Linked DNA regions of Gossypium hirsutum: region 1 is linked to region 2. The links are chromatin contacts, called in public Hi-C maps. All regions are on one chromosome and are shown on one strand. Each heading gives the region's core, a stretch centred on a gene start, on an enhancer-like site or on the middle of the called end of the contact. The rest is flanking DNA. Distances are from core to core; before and after follow the strand shown.

What was found. A called contact is a pair of places that touch in the nucleus more often than the background predicts.
Region 1: a Hi-C map of leaf shows a contact between it and region 2, with 1.9 times the contacts expected there. The contact joins the promoter of LOC107909655 here to the enhancer-like site in region 2. A contact is called at or near these places in 3 of 34 Hi-C or Micro-C datasets (all in leaf).

The regions. Positions count from the first base shown.
Region 1 is chrD02:61,824,879-61,832,042 of Gossypium_hirsutum_v2.1, reverse strand. It overlaps LOC107909655 (protein RICE SALT SENSITIVE 3), which reads left to right and starts at 2,363. Exons shown (of 7, transcript XM_016837271.2): 1 at 2,363-2,651; 2 at 2,881-2,931; 3 at 3,026-3,199; 4 at 3,280-3,385; 5 at 3,488-3,529; 6 at 3,612-3,668; 7 at 3,789-4,561. The coding sequence starts at 2,515. The coding sequence ends at 4,274.
Region 2 is chrD02:61,644,205-61,650,770 of Gossypium_hirsutum_v2.1, reverse strand. No RefSeq gene overlaps it. Among protein-coding and RNA genes, the nearest start is that of LOC121214999, 22 kb to the right of the region's middle. Within about 2 kb of position 2,955, at least 2 of the 9 cell types and tissues checked have an H3K27ac peak or open chromatin away from gene starts, as enhancers often do. A contact at or near this core is called in leaf, where this site is marked.

The DNA.
Region 1 (7,164 bases), core at 1,114-3,613, 180 kb before region 2:
CTCTAATATTATTATATGATATACAAATCCAACATTCCAAATTCAAATATCAAATTAATTAGACTCCCTCTATACCAACTTCATTTTCATTAAACATCAAGGCAAGAATTGTAGGAGAATAGGGATATTTGGCTGCTTTGAAGTATGCAATATTGGATTGTGTTTCATTGTCATATATATATAAACAATTTCAGTCATTATTTATTGCTTGTTTTGGTTGTTTCTTAGAATTGAAATATTTTTTTTTAATGCAAATTGGGACATTGGGAAGGATGGGGAGAGCAGAGATTCCATTTCCTCAATGGAAGAAAGGGATGGGGTACTTCAACACCTGTTATCTTGACCAAGACTCTTGTGCCACTCTTGTCTCCCATACTTATTAAGCTTATTCCCAAAATACTATTCCACAAACTATTCAACAATAAAAGAAAAAGGTGAAATATAATATCATATATACTAGTATAAAAGTAAGAGGGAGAAGAATCGCTATAAATAAATATGGCTTCTAGAGTAATCACCTCTTATTATATCAGTAAAATCCAAGCTAGTTTCACTTGGGCTTTTGCTGACATCAAGTCATCAGAGGCTGTCCCCAACACTGCTGTTTTCACCTTGCCAAAGGGACCGTACATTTACGACCTACACAACTTTAAACAACAACCATAACACCAACAGTTTTGCGTTCGGAGGAGTCTAATAGGATTCTGAATATATTAACTATATGAATATGAAGATAGGCATGCCTGTCGCTATCAAAGAAAAAAAAGGGGGTGAGAAATGCCGGTTGGTTGATGATAATTAATGTGGTGAATTGGAGGATGATTACAGGGGCTAATGATCTCATTTTGTCATAAACAGACGGTCAAATACAAGAGTATAATTGTCTGTCAAAACTTTCTTGGTGTCAGGAAGGTGAATTGAAAGCACTGAAAGCTCCTTTTAGTCATCATGTAGCTGCAGCCCAGAGAGAGAAAGAGAAAGATAGATCCCAAAGGACCCAAAACTAATGAAAATCTTACTAGTAGAAAGTACACTGGTTCTCTCATACATCTTTGCATCAATATCCGTGTATGTCAAAGTGTACAAAACTGTTTGTAAAGCAGCTCTCCCCCCTGATGATCAATTTACCATATTAATTGCTGCAACTTATTTGTTTTATTCTTAAACACCCCTGTATTAAACTTATATTATCAAACCCCTTTCCTTAGGACCTCTTCTTGACAGCCTCCCAGGTGATCCATCCATCCATCAAGATTTACAACAAAATGTCTCCATCTCTCAAGCTAGTCAAACAGACCACTTATTAAATCTGTCAAAAAAATGAATAGAATCATGTGATTTTTGTGCTCTAGCACTTCCAAGTGTGGGGTCCTTTATTTTTTTGATGCTCACAATCTGTACATACTTTCACGTTATAAGAATGTGGCAGGTAATGCCATACCTTTGACAATTTGAGAAGTCATGCAGGCGTAATGCATCAACCATGCGTATTCTTATCATATGTGGATTGAGATTGGCAGCAAAATTTGACTTTTCTATCATAAAATATCACAATCACAACCGAAAATCTCATCAATTATAACTCTCACACTTTCTTCCTTTTCATTCATGAATACAAGTTAAGATTCAAGAATACATATAATAAATACACAAGACATACATGAACATCTTTGATATTATATCAAACCTTCTTAATCTTGCATTCATATATGTAGTAGCGAAGGAATAAGTGTGATCATATTTGGCTGTTGATATGCCCCATATAGAGGGACACTTGGATGCACCAAAATGATGGCGATAAAGAATGGGGTGGGGGAAAAGAGTGAGAGAGAGAGAGAGAGAGAGAGAGAGAGGAAGTGAGAGAAGTAACCTAAATGAACATTTAAAAATTCTCTGCTAAAGAAGAAGAAATCAATGGATCGTAGTAGCTCGACACTGAGTGAATAAATAGAGATGGTGGAAATGTAAGTGTTGTTCCTGGGACTGAAATGAGTGGTTATACCTAGATGTGTCAGATAGGTAAGGAAAAAAAACATTGGGGTTGAATAGAAAGAGAGATATGTGTGTATGGGTCCTCAGAGAAATACTCAGAAATGGGGCAAAACTCATGATGTTAGCATAAGAAGAATAAGGTTTGGTCTGTGTTTGAGAGTGGTATTTTCCTTATTGGGATAAGGGTAGAAAGAGAAAATACAACCAGGACAGGAGAGCTGTTTTTAAAACGGAGGGTTGATTGATAAAGGAGAACCGTTGGGAACCGAGAAGGGCAAATCGTGGGGCCTCATAAAATCATTTTGGTAAAATTTAAAGCATGATTAAATGCAATACAGTAACAGAGAGAGAGAAAGAGAGAGAGAGGTATAAAAGTGACATTTCCATGTTGGTTTGCTTATATAAAGGAGGTTAAGATGCTGGCTTCTCCCTTCTTTTAAGGAAAGATATATCCGTAGAGAGGAGGGAAAAAAAATGAAAAGAATGAAAGAGAGGGTCTAAAAGAAAGTGTGAAGAAATTTGATGGAGGAACATCTCAGTCCATTAGCTGTTACTCATCTCCTTCAACACACACTAAGAAGCTTGTGCATTCATGAGAACTCTCAATGGGTTTATGCAGTCTTTTGGAGGATCTTACCTAGAAACTATCCACCTCCCAAGTAAGGAAGCTAAGCATAAAGCCAAATTACACAAACACACTAATACTGCTTTCCTTTTTCTTTCTCCTTAGGGGTACTGCAGTAGGTTTCCTTTTCTTCCAAGATAAAGGATCTAACATATCTGACTCATTCAATGGATAAACAACACACAGATGTCATAATCTCTCACTAATTTATGGTTTTCTCATGCCTTTTTGAGACAATTGTTTTTCCATTACTTTTATCATAGATGGGATGGCCAAGGAGCTTATGACAGGTCAAGAGGAAACAGGAGAAACTGGTATAGGTTTTCAGTTTCTTTTTTCTTTATGGAAAACAATATGCCATGCATATATTTTATAACTTACTTACAGTTGATAGTGAACAAATTGCAGGATATTAGTTTGGGAAGATGGTTTCTGCAACTTTGCTGCCTCAGCAGCTGAAATAAACTCCGGAGACTGTCATGGTTCCTCAGTCCATGGCAGCAGTGAGTTTCAACATTATCAAGGACTGCAACCAGAGCTTTTCTTTAAGATGTCACATGAAATCTACAACTATGGAGAAGGGTAAGAATTTGTATAAGCTATTAGGTAATTGGTAATATTAATTTCAAGTAAACTGACCTTTTATCTGTTAACGTGGGCAGTTTGATAGGAAAAGTGGCTGCAGATCACAGTCACAAGTGGATATACAAAGAACCCAATGAGCAGGAAATCAACTTCTTGTCAGCATGGCATAACTCTGCAGACTCAGTAAGCATACATGTTTGCCCGTCCAATCCATGCTTACAGTTACACCCTTTGGTGATTACAGGTTCCTCTCGTTTCTCACAAAATCTTCTTTGTTTTCTCTAGCATCCTAGGACATGGGAAGCACAGTTTCAGGCTGGAATAAAGGTATACCACAATATCAACATCACAAAACTCTCAAGAATTAAGGTAGATCTAATTACCTGCTTTGAATTGAACATCTTTTCAGACCATCGCCTTGATTGCAGTTAGAGAAGGTGTTGTGCAACTAGGAGCTGTTCACAAGGTTCTCTCTCTCTCTCTCTCTCTCTAAAGTTCATACAGCACACAATTTGGTTTGCTATCGTGATGCACCTGACAGTACCATATATATCTCCATTTTCTTTCTCATTTATGTTACTCAAAGGTAATTGAAGACCTGAGTTATGTAGTTCTACTGAGAAAGAAATTCAGCTACATAGAAAGCCTTCCTGGAGTACTCTTGCCCCACCCATCATCTTCTGCTTACCCTTTCAAAGTAGATGCCTATGGCACACCAGAAGCATGGGCGCATTTCCCAGCAGGGACAACAATTGCACCACCGCCACCACCTGAATTCTACGACCACTTCAATCAGCCCATGAAAATAACACCTTCCATGAGCAGCCTTGAAGCCCTTCTTTCCAAGCTTCCATCAGTTGTACCACCGCAAGCTTCTTCCGGCTACTGCGAGTCTCATCCACAGTCGCAGTTCCAATCATCGCAAAGGCCAGTGGAATACATTGGGATGGAGAAAGTGGCAAAAGAAGAAATTGATGAAGAGTATAAGCCTGAACAAGATATGGGTGAAAGCAGCACCTCCTTTTCTGCATATCGTCGCCAACAACAGTATCATCAACACCTCTCAATGTAACCAAACGGCAGGCCCAACAATGGATTTTGATATATAGCGAGTGATATTTGGAGTATATATATCATATAGCCCAGTTCTTATATGTAGATTGTGCATGGATCGGTGCATTAATTTCTATAATGTTTCAGTTAGGCCATTGGGGTGTTAATTTCTACTAAACTGTAACAGCTTTCTTTGCTGTTGAAGCTTTGTTTAGCCCTAGGCTCCAAGCTAGTATATACTATCATGAATCTTCATCTTCCACCGATCCCTTCATATATATATATATGAGCTTAAATTCCTTGTTAGTATATGATTCTTGAGATGATTAAGCACCCTTCACTGAATACCGTATGTTATGATGCATATTTATTTGATAAGAATCATACTTCAATTATTTCAAAATTAATGCCAACTAAATGAGAGGAAAATATTGCCAAGAGAGGAAACTTCATATAATAAGAAAACGAGTATCAGAAATATAGAAGGCTTCATTAATCTTCTTATGATATAATAATATAATATAATATTATCTGTGTAAGGAAATAGTTAAACAAATAAACAGGATAATAATCCTTTTTTAATTAGTACTTTTACTTTTTATTCTTGAAACAAAGTATGAGTTTAAAGATTAATAAATTTGACATTAATTTTTTTACGCGTAAGCAATATTAAACAATCATTTTTCAAGCCGCCTAATTAGTTTTCTAAATTGTCTTTTAAAGTTGAATGAAAAAACTAACAATTATAGCATTTCGCTTTTCAAAAACCCTGCTCTTTATTTATATTAATTATAAATTATAAGTTTAAGGTAAAAAAAACTCATTAAAATTAAAACAATTAATTAAATTTTCATTGAAATTTTTCATTCAATTGAGTCTTTATTGACAAAAAATAAATCAATTAAGTGTATTTGCTAAAGTTGATTGTGCTGGAACCCAAGTTGTGGCTTTTTTGGTCGGGTTTTGATCTGCTGTAATTTGATATGATAAATTACGTTTCCCCATTACACTTGAGGAGCTTGTTTTTGAGTAAAGTAGCATATTTTCTATAGTTTTTCGTAGTTTTTAAGTTTTTAGTTAATAAGCTTAAATGCCTCATTTTTTTTGTTTTTGAGACCTAAATTGGCCAATAGTATTATTGGGGGGCCTAACATATGATTGAGTGTTGGAGGCCGAAATTGAGTGAGAACTTCACCAAAGGAGAGGGTATCGCGATATCCTACCCTTGGAATCACGATACCTCCAACAGGCCCTAAGGATGGAGACTTCACACAGTGATGTTGGGATATCCACCCTAAGGTATCGCAACATCCACTAGTTTTGTCAACCCCCTATTTCAAGACTGTCAACGATGTCGCGACACTCATCCTATGGGTATCGCGATATCCACATCGTGAGAGGACAAAAATGAAACAAAGGATAGTTCTTGTCCAACCGAAGCACCAATCATTTAAGGCCCGTTCAAGGGTATTTTGGGCAACAAAATTGGGTTAGAATAATTGCTTATATCAGTCAAAATTTGGCTGAAATGAGGCCACTTTAGACTAGTTTAACTTTAGTTTTCTCTAGTTTTTTTTAGTTTTCATGCAGTTTTTCTAGGGTTTCTATTTTCTCTTGTTCTTTCATAGTTTTAGAGTTTATTTTACTATACTTTCTTCTTGTAGTTAGTTAAGTTAGTTAACATTGTAGCTTAGGCTTATTTGCACTTTTAAGCCTTGTACCTTGGTCGTAATGATATTTTTAGCTTTAGTTTAATGCATTTCAGTTTCCTTTACTTTAAATCTATTAAAGTTTGTTCCTTTTATGTTTCTTACTTTTGATTTTTATGTTGTATGCTTCTCTTTATATTTCCTTTAAGTTACTTTGCATAAAAATCCAAACTTTTGTATTTTTCTTAAGCTTTTCTTTAATGGCTTCCATGCTTTTCATTTTCATGTTCATTAGCTTTATTTTTCACATGAGTAACTAAACTTTAAAGCGGGTTGGTTGATGGAAATGTGATGAGTTGATTTTTGAATGAGGGATCAAATTGTAATAAATTGGACTAATTTGAATGAACCTAAAAACTTAGGATTGACGACCCTAAGGGAATATCTAGGCAAGTGAGACCAAGAGGAGATCTTGTTGGGCACCAATTCATTAGTCCCGGGTTAACCGGTGAGGCCAAGAGTTAATCTGGATTAATTTGTCTAACTTGGTAAAATTGAGACTTAGAGGTAAAATGGAGCCATTTTAGGAGTTTAAGCGATTTGGATCCCTAATTCGAAGATTGGTAAATCACATCGATATCAGTCAACCACCGTTTGTTAGTTGTTTGTTAATTTCGTAATTTTACGCATTTTACAATTTAGTGCTTAGTAGCTTGCTAGTAGTTTAGTGCTCTTGATTTTATGGTTTGTTGTAATATAATCTTCTGCGATTAGTTGGTTAGACTCATTATTTCGCATGCTCGTTATTTAGAAATTGTTCAAACCCTAGACTCTCTCGGTTTCGATCCTTGGAATACTCTAGTGTTCCATTGTAACACTACAAATATTACAACTGACTTGTCACACTTGTAGTAAGCTGCAATATTTGTTTTAGTAGGACTGTTGATTTTCTCTCTTCATTCAAGAACACGGAGAGAGGCTGTCAAGTGTTCACTTTCTCCAAGAATAGTTTAGGTTCGATTCTTATTTGTACCAAAAGAAAAGGTTGATTGTGTTGACTGTTATATTTTGTTGACATGGCAAATGATGACACAAGACACTAACACATGACATGCCATGTGTAACTATTATTGATGTTACATTTTTCACGTCAACAAATATTTTAAAAAATCCTAAAATTTGATTGAAAATTTTAAAAAAAATTGGGCGTCCAAGTTCATTTGACTCTTGACTAGCATTTGTCTAGGTTCATTTTAAAAG
Region 2 (6,566 bases), core at 1,706-4,205:
CTCTTCTAGAGCTTTCAACTAATTTTGAACTAGCAAATAATTAGCTCTTCTAAAATTTTCAACTAATTTTGTACTATCAAATATTACATTAGTATTGGTTTATTTCAATACCAATTAAGATAAATACTTTTTTTATCTATAAGTATTCATTGTTACATTATCAGCGAGACATATGTTCTTCCTCAAAGAAAATTAACATTTTTTGAACAAAATATTTGGGCAAACGATAGGTATATGACCAATGGTCTTTAGGATCACGCTCATTAAAAAATTTTATAATTGCATTCACTTCAAGGAATGCAACACATCTAATAAGACAGACTTCTAAATGCCCCCAAAGATTTCTTTAAAGGGGACTAATATCACAAAAACTTATGTTTTGAATCGATAATTAATATATATTTAAATAATCATTTAAAAATAATATATTATGAAGGTTCATTAGTAAATCTTATGAACCCATCGATATTTAAAAAGGGAATCATAAAAAAGAAAAATTATTGTGTTGGTAACGTGTTATGAAATAAATATTAAAAAGAGAATGTAAAAAGATGTGTAATAATAAAATATTCATAACATAGACCATTATACTAAAAAAGGCCCATTTCTTACTTTATTTATAAAATTGGGCCATTTTAAATTTTATTTACTAGAATGGGCCAAAAAACTTAAAACGCACTTATGTGGAAGCATTTTAAGGGGAAATTTCATAAAAGCACGCTAATGGAGATGCGCTATACTCCGTGTCAACAAAAACACGCTAATGTGGACATGCTTTTGCTCGTTTTGAGACTAAATTTTCAAAAAATATCAATTTTTTAGAATATTATAAAAATAGACCAATTTTTTAAAAAAAAATTACAAGAATAAGCCTTTATAAAGACCCAACGTGACAACATTTTTTTTATTTTATGGTGCCACCAATTAATATGGAAATAAAACTTATAAAATAGATCTTTATATAGACCCAAAGTCTCATTTTTCTTGTTTTCTTAAGCAATGTGAGATGTGAGATGTGAGATATGTGTATATATAGAGCCATGAATAGGTTTTCAACTTGTTCCTAGACAATGTGGGATTCTTTCCTCTTTTAACTAACAACATAAGATTAAAGGCTACACTATATTTTATAATTTTTTTACAAAACAATTTCTATTTTTTTTATATTTTGTTAACATTTTCTCATAGTATAAAATTATCTTTTGAGATTTTTAATCTTGTTCCATTTTAGAATTGTTAGCATATACAAAAGGACTATTAAAAGAAAAGAATAAATTGCACATATGAAACTTGTACATGCATAATCTTCTATTCAATTTTAAATGTTTGAAGTTAATATCCATGCAATTCTAATTTTTAAAATAAATTTTTATTATTTAAATTTAGAAATTATACTTTTAATTTTTTATTATTTATTTTATTTTATTTTATGAATGTTTGATTAATAAATAAATGGTGAGTATTTGGTACTTAAATAGTATTATTTTTGTAATTTTAAAAAATTGATATATCTTTTTTAAATATTTATTTATTTTTAATATTTTACTATACTCATTAATTTTTTAATCCTAATTTTAATTTAATTTTCATCACCTAGTGAATGCTGATAAATTTATTTCAGATATATTTTGACTAGATAGATAACCTATTTAAACATAATATATAATTATGTTAAATAAATTTTTTTATAGAAATATATAATATATAAAATCTAATAGTTATTTTTCATATTTTTATATCTAGATTAAATTACATTAGTAGTCACTTAACTATGATTTTTTGGCTATCGAATTATAAAAACTTACAAAATGATCACTCAACTATTAGTACCTTTTTAAATATTTATTTTTAAATATTTTACCATACTCATTTTATATTTTATATATTTTTTACTTATAGAGTTTAAAAGTTTTATTTATAATGTAACAAATGTTAACTTTTTGTAAAAAAATTTAAACTCTATAAGTAAAAAAATATAAAATATAGCATAGCCTTTAATATTATGTTGTTAGTCAAAAGAGGAAGGAATCCTACATTATTTAGGAACAAGCTGTAAACCTATTCATGAGTCTATATATACACATATCTCATATCCCACATTGCTTAAGAAAATAAGAGAAATGAGACTTTGAGTCTATATAAAGATTTGCTTTATAAGTTTTATTTTCATATTAATTGGTGATACCTTAAAATAAAATAAAAATAGTGTTGCCACTTTGGGTCATTATAAAGGCTTATTCTCGTAAATTTCTAAAAAAAATTAGTCTATTTTTATAATATTTAAAAAAATGAACTTTTTTGAAAATTTAATCTGAGAAAAGATAAATGTGCACCCACGTCAGTGTGTTTTTGCTGACACGGGGTAAAGTGTGTTCCTGTCAGCGTGCTTTTCTGAGATTTCCTCTTAAAATGCTTCCACGTAGGCATGTTTTGGGTTTTTTGGTTCATTCCGGTAAATAAAGTTTAAAGTGGCTCATTTCCGTAAATAAAGTAGGAAATGAACATTTTAGTAAAATGGTCCAGAACATAAATAAAAATTTAATTTCTTTTTCATTTTCGCTTGATTTTTTATTCTTTTTATAATAACATCTAAAAGTAAAATACAATTAAATTATTGAATGTAGAAAAAATTTTAAAATTTATATTTACATATAATCACATTTATACTTATGTAATTAAAATTTAATTGTATATGTATCTAATATAATTTATTAACAAATTTGAAACTAGGATATAAATGTATATATGAAAAATATTTGAAAAGTACCGAAAAACAAGAAAATGTATATATACATGCCAACATCAAAATAAAAAAATTTTGTCTATCGTTATAGTACCGGCTATTTTATGTTAAATTGGTTTTAGTGGGATGGCAAATACCGTGGATCGTTAGAGAATCGTATAATTTTGAGGGAGTGGCCCAATCTCATGTTATGTGCGAAAACTGAAAACTACAGTACGAATTTGATGGGCAGTGGCGTAGGACAGAGGCAGGCATGATGCCGGCAGGTCTCCACTCTCAAAGCCCCCAACACTTTCACAAATTAACTGCAGAAAAGTTGTAGGGTCCTTTTCGGCCTTTCACCACCAACAAACTTCCAAAACTGAGCCATAAAATTACTACACAATACGGCAAAATCCAAGCTCTGCCTGTGCCTGCTTACGACTTTTGCCAACATGCCTCGTAGACGTGTTAATTACTCTGAGCGAAAACATTTTGGATCTCTCATTTGGGTAAACTAATAAGGTTTTGGTATAGTTGGCAAAAGTGAAAATTTTGAATTTTGATTATCAAGGTTCAAGATTCATCTTGTAAATTATATGTATAGATCTTTGAGTTCCACCATATATTATTACGTATAAATTTTACTTCACCATGTATTATTATGTATGAATTTTATTCAATTAATCAGTTTTATTCTTGATTATTCTAGTGCTTAGTCTATAGTAATTAATTAATTGTATATTATTTCTAATTTTTCGTTTGTATTGTAATAATTTGATTCTACACTATGTGGTTGCTTGAACATAAACTTGTATTTATACTTTGATTGTACTTGTAATCTTTCAAAGAAAATTTCATTTAAATAGAATTTAAAGAGATTGAAATAAGCTAGTTTTTTTTAATTTTAAAACATATTAATTTTTTTTAATATAGTTTACATATTTTTTATAATTAAATTTAACTATTAATATTAATTTTATTATGAAAGTTTTAATTGGAATAGCTTTTTAGGTTGGGTTGATAAAAATTTTTGGGGGAAAAAAGAGTAGAGTATATGATGATAATTTTTTATTCTTTTTTTGTTTTATTTTTTATTGGATTATTTTGCTTCTCAATCTTCAAAATTTAGTTCAATTGTATTTTTCTAGATGAAAAAGTTTACTAGATCATGAAAATTTAATAGTATTAGTGTGGCAATTCACATATATTTCATAAAAATTTAAAACATTATTAAAATTTATTAAACAGTTCAAAAAAATTAAGTAAAATTAAAAGATTTCTCCATGTAAACAATAAGTACATGTAGACTGCCATTTGAGTTGTCACTTCGATGCTATTAAAATTTTAACAGTTTAAAAAAAATTTCCTTTCAAAACAATGCAATTTAAATAAATTTTGAAGGTTGATCAACGAAGTAATCTCAAAAAAATTAAGACCAAAAGGCTAAAATGGATACATATTAGAATTTGTCATAATGCCAAAAAATAGATTGAATTATTTCAAATTAATTCAAATAATATTAAATTTAAACAAATTTATGATAAAGTCAATATTAAATATATTTATTAAAATGTAGAAAATAAGTAATAATATTAAAAAAATGGCTTAAGGGCGTAAAAAACTCTCAAATTTTTTCTAAAACAGCAATTAGCCCCCCTTTTTTTTGCACTCAATTAGGTACTTAAACTTTCAAAATGCATCAAAAAAATTCTCAAACTTTTTCAAAAAAAGCAGTTAAACCCCTTTTTTTTGCACTTAATTGGGTACTTGAACTGTCAAAATACATAAAAAAGACCATTAGGCCATTAACTTTAACAGTTGACCATTAAAATTAATTGCCCCTAATTTTTTTTAATTAAACCCACCTTATGTCACAACCATGGTGAGATATGTGGCAAAAAAATTATAAAAAATAAAACTAAATAAAAGTTATAAAAAATTATTAAATTTTAATTCAAAATATATAAAAACAGAAAAAAATTATAAAAATTATAAAAATCGTAAAAAATATATAAAAAATTGTAAAATTTTATAAAAATCATAAAAAATTATAAAATGTATCAAAAAGGCACTTTAACCATTAAATTTAACTGTTGGTCATCAAAGTTAACGACACCTAGTTTTTTTTCCAATTAAAGCCATCATATGTCTCAACACAACGTGATATGTGGCGAAAAATGATAAAAATAAAAATAAATAAAAGTTATATAAAATTATAAAATGCTTATTTGGGTACGATAATTTTTATATTTTTTCACGAATTTTATATTTCTTTACATTTTTTTATAACAACCCGTTTTTAGTGGTGTCGAAAATAGTGGTTTCGGAACCACAATTCCGACAAGTGAATAAATATTTTAATATTTATTTAAATTCTACGGATTATATTAGGGTTGTATTAAAGTTTCATTAAGAAATTTTGAAGTTTAAATGGTTAATAAGGTAAAAAGGACTAAATCGTAAAAGTTACAGAAGTTGAATTCTGTTAGTTAAATGGATCAAATAGCTTTAAAAAGGCAAATAAATGGACTTTAATGGTAAATATACCACAATTAAAATTAGTGGATGTGTATGGAAAGGTATTATGGTAGTTTTAATGAAATTTTAAGGTTAAAGTAGTAATTTAGTAAATAAAAGAATAACTAAGTAAATAAAAGATGAATTAAGTATCATCTTCCTTGTTTTTCTTTCCCTAAACCAATCCCACCATTAGAGAATGAAGCAAGTTCGGTCAAGCTATTTGCTAGTGCATGGTATGTAAATTTGTCTTGTTTTTAATGATTTTTTCGTTTTTGAATTCGTATTAGCTTAATCTAGCTGGCTCGGGGTTAATTTACAAAATTTTTAAAGGTTGAGGCACTTACCATGGTTGAGTTTGAATGTGTTTTGATGTTAGTTGATAGATTATCAATCTTACTTGTTAAATAAACTTGTTTTGTTATGTGGTTTTTTTGATGAATTTGAGATTAGGGATTTAATTGTTGAAAGTGTAATCTATGGGTTTTAATGTGAAATGCTGGTAATTATGGGCTGTTCCAAGGTCCCTTGTAGAATTGGCTAACATTGGTTTAGGTTAAAATGGTTAAATCCTAAGTTATGAGCTTAAGGACTAATTTGTGAAAAGTTAAAATATTAGGGGTAATTTCATAATTATACATTAATATGAATTATTATTTTAATTGAATACTTGAAGTTATTTGAAATACTTAATTGAATGAAATTATCTATTTAGATCAAGATAAACAACAACCAGACTTAAATTAGGGAAAAGCTAAAGTTTGGACTAGACTTCAATTCGGCTATTGCAACCATAGTTATCGAGGTAAGTTTGTATGCATTATAATCGTATTAATGATAGCTAAATTGATTATCTGCTATATTGTGTTAATATAAACGAACTTGAATATACATATATCAAAGTTTTGAGTAACGGATAAATAGTCTTGTTTGAACCTAAGAATTTTTAGGATATGAATGATATGTCATTAGATATTTCATATTTCGGGTATTGGTCTTGAATGTCCTACCGATGGGTGAGGTCTTGCATTTGTTACGGATTCTACACAGCTCGTGTGAGCACTATTGAAAAGAAAAGGTTACGGTTATATGGAAAAGCACACTATGTATGAGCATTCCCGAGTATCCAATGCAATTCTAGATGGTTCAACAGGTAAGTAAAAGAAATGGCATGGTATGTATAAAATTGAATATTGGTGCATGATCTTATGAAAAGATTAATGTAATAAAAGATGTGTATATGAAAATCTACTTATGATATGATTGAACTCATATGTATCATGTATGAACTTACTAACTTGGGAGTTTGATGGTGCTTGTATAG